Regions from separate parts of the Mus musculus genome. Here region 1 is linked to region 2. Evidence: chromatin contacts called from public HiChIP or PLAC-seq data. All regions are on one chromosome and are shown on one strand. The core of a region is the stretch at or near the end of the contact, and the rest is flanking DNA. Distances in the headings are between cores, read along the strand shown. Region 1 overlaps Pde4d (phosphodiesterase 4D, cAMP specific). Region 2 overlaps Pde4d (phosphodiesterase 4D, cAMP specific).

The links. HiChIP or PLAC-seq counts read pairs in DNA pulled down with a chosen protein or histone mark.
Region 1: a contact with region 2 is called in a FOXA1 HiChIP or PLAC-seq map of pancreatic cancer cells. The contact joins two enhancer-like sites.

What each region holds. Positions count from the first base shown.
Region 1 is chr13:109,879,783-109,882,737 of GRCm38.p6, forward strand. All of the region lies in intron 7 of Pde4d (phosphodiesterase 4D, cAMP specific), which reads left to right. Among named protein-coding and RNA genes, the nearest start is that of Mir1904, 23 kb to the right of the region's middle. Within about 2 kb of position 1,554, at least 41 of the 459 cell types and tissues checked have an H3K27ac peak or open chromatin away from gene starts, as enhancers often do. A contact at or near this core is called in pancreatic cancer cells, where this site is marked.
Region 2 is chr13:109,241,022-109,244,024 of GRCm38.p6, forward strand. All of the region lies in intron 3 of Pde4d (phosphodiesterase 4D, cAMP specific), which reads left to right. Among named protein-coding and RNA genes, the nearest start is that of Mir582, 82 kb to the right of the region's middle. Within about 2 kb of position 1,575, at least 92 of the 459 cell types and tissues checked have an H3K27ac peak or open chromatin away from gene starts, as enhancers often do. A contact at or near this core is called in pancreatic cancer cells, where this site is marked.

The DNA of each region.
Region 1 (2,955 bases), core at 304-2,803, 640 kb after region 2:
AGTACTTATTCTAGGAAGTCAGTCTATTTATTGGAAGGATAGGAAAAAAAACTGGTAACTAAGAAGCAAAATAGAAGTCTATCATAGGGTTCATCACTAATGAGTACATTAACTTGAGGGTTGCTGATACTCTGAGTGTATTTTTAACTTTTTCTCAATTAATAATTTGGAACAGATGACTTAGTGACACACGCTAGTGGACTAACAAACCAGTTAAGCTAAGATTCATTCTGAGTTAACAAATCACCGTTGTGTATACAACACTGAAAATTTACTGCTGGTATGACCTGTTTCCTATCTGGTATGTGGAGGTAGCACACTACACTCGAACCTAAATGACCTATAGGACCAAGGAGTAAACTTCATTCTATCTGGACCAGAACTCAGACCTGTGGCTCCTTTGGAAAGCTCCATGGTATACTATTACATAGTGAATGTATAAAAACATAACTAGGACTATCTGGTGGCTAATTCATGGAATTCACTGAAAGGAGATGAAGGGCGGAGAGATTGCCTTGGCTAACTAGCCTACCAGTGGGTGAAAATCATAGAGTCTGGAAACTATCAATATGTAGCAAAACCTTCTGTTTTGAAGGGGGCAGAAATCCAGCGCACTTCTGTCTCTCTCTTTTCCGTGTCCCTCCCCCCATCCCCACCCTCCCTCTCTCTCTGGCATCTCGGCATCATCTCATCTCTCCTTTCCTTCTGACCCCAAGAGAAATATTTTTTCACTCTCGTGTTTCTTTACTTAAAGGGCAGCAGCAACAATGGCAACCAAAACAAGCCTTTGAGTTCTGGCGGCAATCCAGGTCAGGTTTTTAAGTAGCCTCTTCCTCTGAGTCGCCTTGGAAACCGCCTCTATCCTGTCATCTGGCTCTTCATACTCTGTGCTCTTCTGCAACCTTCATTGAGGATTTCCATGTCACACAACCGGGACTAGTCTGCTCTGGCTCTTTTGCAGTTTTCATTCCCCACCCATTTACCACTGCAACCTTAATTGTCTTCATTTTAATTTTTCTTTTAGTTGGTTTTTTGTATTTTTGTTTTGTTTTTGAGTCAGAATCTGAAATTGACTTTCTCAGAAGGCTGATATTCTCTCAACCTAACTTGAGGCACGTAATGGTCAGAGTCCATTTGTGGGTGTTTTTGATCATGGATATGTGGTTTATAGCCTGCCATTCATAATAGACCACTTCCTAACCTGATTCTGGTTCTGGCCTTGGCCCATCTCAAAAATTTTCTAACTGATTGATCCATGCCTTGAAATTTTGTACCCTGAAGGAAAACGTCTAAAGTCATTCGGGGAGGAAATGTAGTAGCGAGCTCTTGTTGACTTGGAAATGTTATGGATAGCATGGATCCATTCAGTAGCTAATGAGTTCATTGTGCAGCCAATATTAGTGACTTATCTGTGGTTGGCAAATAAGGGTGAAACCTGTCCTAACAGGAATGTCGAAAGAGGCAAAGAGTGAAACTTTTCATCTCCACTGGGAGTGAACCAACTTGCCAGATATGGGCCATCAATCATAGTAAACGTGTTCAAAACAAACCATACCTCTTCTGCAGCTCATTGTATTCGTCAGCACCATGGAGGTCAATGGCTCTGACGAGTCACTCTTGGCCAAGTTGCCAACAGCCTGTGGTTTGGGCAGCATGCCTAGGCTGTCTTACTCAAGGATGTTTCTCAGGTAGTTGAACTCCACAGGCCAGTTTCAACCAAGTCTGAAAGGACAAAAGGGCAGTCTTGTTTATGAGGAGTGACACTGTATCACGCCTCTGAAATGGTCTTAAAAGTCAAATCAGTGGGTCAAATGTCTCCTCCAGTCACTTCGTGCCTGCTGCATGGGTCGATTAAGAGATTGAATCGCTGCTCCTTCAGTGTGCTGGTACACATTGTGTAAGCAGAAAGTACAAGAGCGTTACTCACATGAATGAGTCTCTGTGTGTGCTCTGAGTGTATGTAAGGAGAGGGCAGGAACTCAGGCTGAAGAAGTCACCTCGGTGTTCCTTATCACTGGCCCGATTTCCTTATGCATGAATTTGGAGATAATTGCAAACATGCTAAAAGAAGTCACAAGTAGTATAAAAAAGTTCAGGCATATAACACTCAAATTGATTTGCCCCAGCATTCTGCATCACTGGTCTAATGACTCTCTATTTATGTGTGCACATGCACGTAGGCATACATATACACCCATTATTTTTATTTGATGCACCTGAGAAAAAGCTGCACAAATCATGACCTCCCATCACTAAACTCCCCCAGTTCATAGTGGAAAACCCTTAGTAACAGAACACTTTTCTACATAGCTACAGTATGGTCTCAAACATCAGATGGATTTTGAGGTTTTCTAGCCTAACATATTTGTAACTTTTACCCCAAGATACTTGGGATCAGTACCTGGGTACTTAATGGCGGAAGGCACAAACTGCTAGTTGAAGTATAGCTCAAGTGTCTGGGAGGAAAATCTGTATCACAATCTGACACACAAGAAAATACCAGCAGGTGAGCAGGAACCAAGTAGGTACGGATTCTAGGGACCAGTCTTATTTAGTGAAAATACAATGGTGATATTTAGAGAAAGAGACTTCCATTAATTAATAAGCATTATCTGTTTACTGATACATACTATCAGTTAGAATACCTTTTCTTTCAATATTTTTCTTTCCTATCTATGTACCTATCTATCTATCTATCTATCTATCTATCCATCCATCCATCTATCTCTATATTTCTTTCTTTCTATCTATCTATCTATCTATCTATCTATCTATCTATCTATCTATCTATCTATCTATTCATCCATCCATCTATCTTTATGTTTATCTATCTATCTATCTATCTATCTATCTATCTATCTATCTATCTATCTATCTATTCTTTTCTCATATATTATACCCTGACTACAGTTTCCCTTCCTTCCTTGTTATAATCTCCAGCATTTGAAAAACAGA
Region 2 (3,003 bases), core at 325-2,824:
CGTTCAAATCTCAGCTGCTCCTGTGTCCTGTGCAGGGTGACCTTTTCCTTCAGACAGCTAAGACTTGGTTACTGGGCTAAGCACCATGTGCCTGGCTCATTTCTCCACACAAGGAGTAGTTTCCAGAACAAAACACTAAACCTTAGAATGGCCAGTCACCAGACCTTTTCAAAAACTATCCTCTAAATATTCCGAGTCTTTTTTTTTTATTTTTACATTAATATGCATTTTAAAAAATTGTTTTAAAACCCTCAAATTATTTTTAAAGGTCTTCCATTTGCTCTTTTTTCTATTGTTGTACGTGTTGGTTTTTCTACATAGCTAGTTGCTATAGGTGAGTGTTAGACTGTGCATACTAGTGTTACATATTTAACTCAGCCTATATTTCTTCCAGCGGTTATGATTTGTATCATCTCCTAATTCAGTCTGTTAGTATCATTCCAAACTCTGGGCTTGACATGATGCATTTGGAAGATGAATCTTAATGTTCTTAACCATCAAATGAAAGTTACCTGCCTATACACACAGCTCTTCTATTTCAATTAGTGTAGCTTCTGTAGTCCTTTAATGACATCTGCATAAAGAAGGGGTGTGCATATAAGGCAGGAGTCAAATACAAATTTTAACTGCTAACTGGTATACTTCTTTATTATCACTTCAAACTTATCATTAAAAAATAGAGTATATAAAAGATTAATTGTAGACTTTAAAGTACAGTTAAGTATAATCTGGTTCAGTGACCTGGTTAAATCCTTGATCCAGGCACTTGTCCATTTCCATAGGAGCACTTTGTCATTTCATTCTGGATATTCTAAAAATAATATAAGCATTAAGCTCAAAGAGGTAACTCACAAACTTTGCCTCATGATAAGGATGGCAAGAGAGTTAACCAAAGGGGTAGAGACTATAGTCCTAAGTAAAGGAGGTAAATAATCCCAGAGCAAGTAACATTAAAACACTGTCTTAAGAATGAACAAAAATTCAACAAAGAAAGAAATGAGTGACTGGGTAGAAGAGGTGACAGCCTTCAAGGTGCGGGGCTTGTTGGGAATGGAGATTTCGACAGCTGTAGAACTCAAGGGCGCGCTATTTGGTCTGTGAGCCTACAGTGAAATTCTGCAGATGTGAGTCTAGTAATGATAGGTGTAGGAGCATAAGAAAATACATGTATATTATCTACCATGAAAAAAAAAATCAAGTCTGTTCAAGTAGGGGATGGTATGTTTTAGAAAGACAGGTTTGTTAAGATCACGGAAGACAGATGTTTGAGCCAGGGGAACGAGGGAACATCTTTCTGTGTATGATAAAAGATTTTATTATTAAAGTACATAACTTGTGAAAAGATATATATAAGACCTGGTCAGTTCATTGTAACTTGTCTTATTTTTTTAAATAAGTAAATTTGATTATATCTTTGATTCTATAGATAAGTAGGAAAAAATGTTGGACAAGGAGAGCAATACCTCTTTACTTGGGTTTTGTTTGCCTGTTGGAAGGTTGTGATCCAAAGCTAACTCACTCTCTCACCAAGCCTGTGTTTCTCTGGACTCAGTTTCAAGGGAATACCTCAGGCTTTGGTCCACTCACAGGCCACTTGTGAGTCACAGTCTGAACATGAGGAAATGCTCATTTACTTTTGCGTAGTCATGGCCATGAGACCTTTTTTGTCATTGTTGAAAGTACTGTTCTCTGAGGAGGTTATTTTCTGCCACAGGCAGGGAGCTGAATGTCACAACCCAATTCCAAGCGCTCCCTCGCCGTCCTGATAGCCTGGGGAAGCTGAGGTCTCACATCAGCCTGGAGCACACAGGCTTCATGTGATGGAGATCGGCTCCGTTAATTAGCTGTTTCGGGATTCTTAATGCCCGTGGCTTTGGAAACACTTGTTAACCCAGAGAGGGAGGAGACAAGCTGGAAGCAGCTGGATTCCAGCCTGAATGTATTATAGCTCATTTCAATAACACCTGATCTTTCCAAATCCATGTTCGGGATCTGTTGGAAATTATAGTTGACTTAAGTTGTTCTCAGTGATGCATCCAGGAGATTGCAATTCAAGGCTTCTTGAAGCCACAGAAACAAGAGAGCAGCAGAAAAGAACTGATTAGTGGAACTTTCTGAACATACATGTGCCATTTTCCAGTGGCTGGAAAACAGATATTAAGGGAGAGGGAGAGAGAAGCCACAGGTTATGCAGGGTACCCAGGAGTTTGTGTTTCTGTCTTAACCAAACCGAGAGCCACTTCTCTACCACTGCACACTGCAATCACTGCTCAAAGCTGGCATTCAACAGACTCATAATTCCTCTGAGTACAATTCTCTTGGCATAACCTGACCAACCACATAAAACCTAATGAAGAAAACAACCGTTGTCATGGGCAACCAATGCAGGAATTGCATCACAAGCAAACCACATACTTTCTGTCCTACCGAAGGCTGGAGTCCTGCACAAAGCAAGGCAGTGTCCTTTGTGAATGGGATTAAACCATTTTAAGTACATGTGTAAAGTTACAGTGAAGCCCCTGATTTTGTATCTGGGATCGAAATATAATTACTATATCCCCAAGCCCCCACATCTAAAAGAGCTATATAAAAATACCTACATCAAATTTAAGAAAAGAAGCAAAGTAGAATTATGCTTCCATTTTTCCCATAGAACCCACTGCAAACTAATCTGTTTCAAGATAACACTTAAAACAGCCACCCCTCTGTTGCCTGGATATAAATAATGATTCTACTCTCTCATATTCATCTTCTGGACTAACCCCGAGAAGTCAAGGTGGGTCTCAGTGGCTCACCACTCCTGACTGCTGTGTGGTGGGTCACTTTCTGAGATGCCAGTGGCCCTGTGTTGTTTTGACATTTGCATACAATAGATTCCTGGAAGCCACTAAGTGTTCGGTGAGTATTTGTTGACTGAATAACTGAATGGGTGATGGGAAGGCCCGCTTTAAAGTTAGTCTAGTAAAAATTTTACCATAAAGAATTATCTGAGGCCTGGAGAGA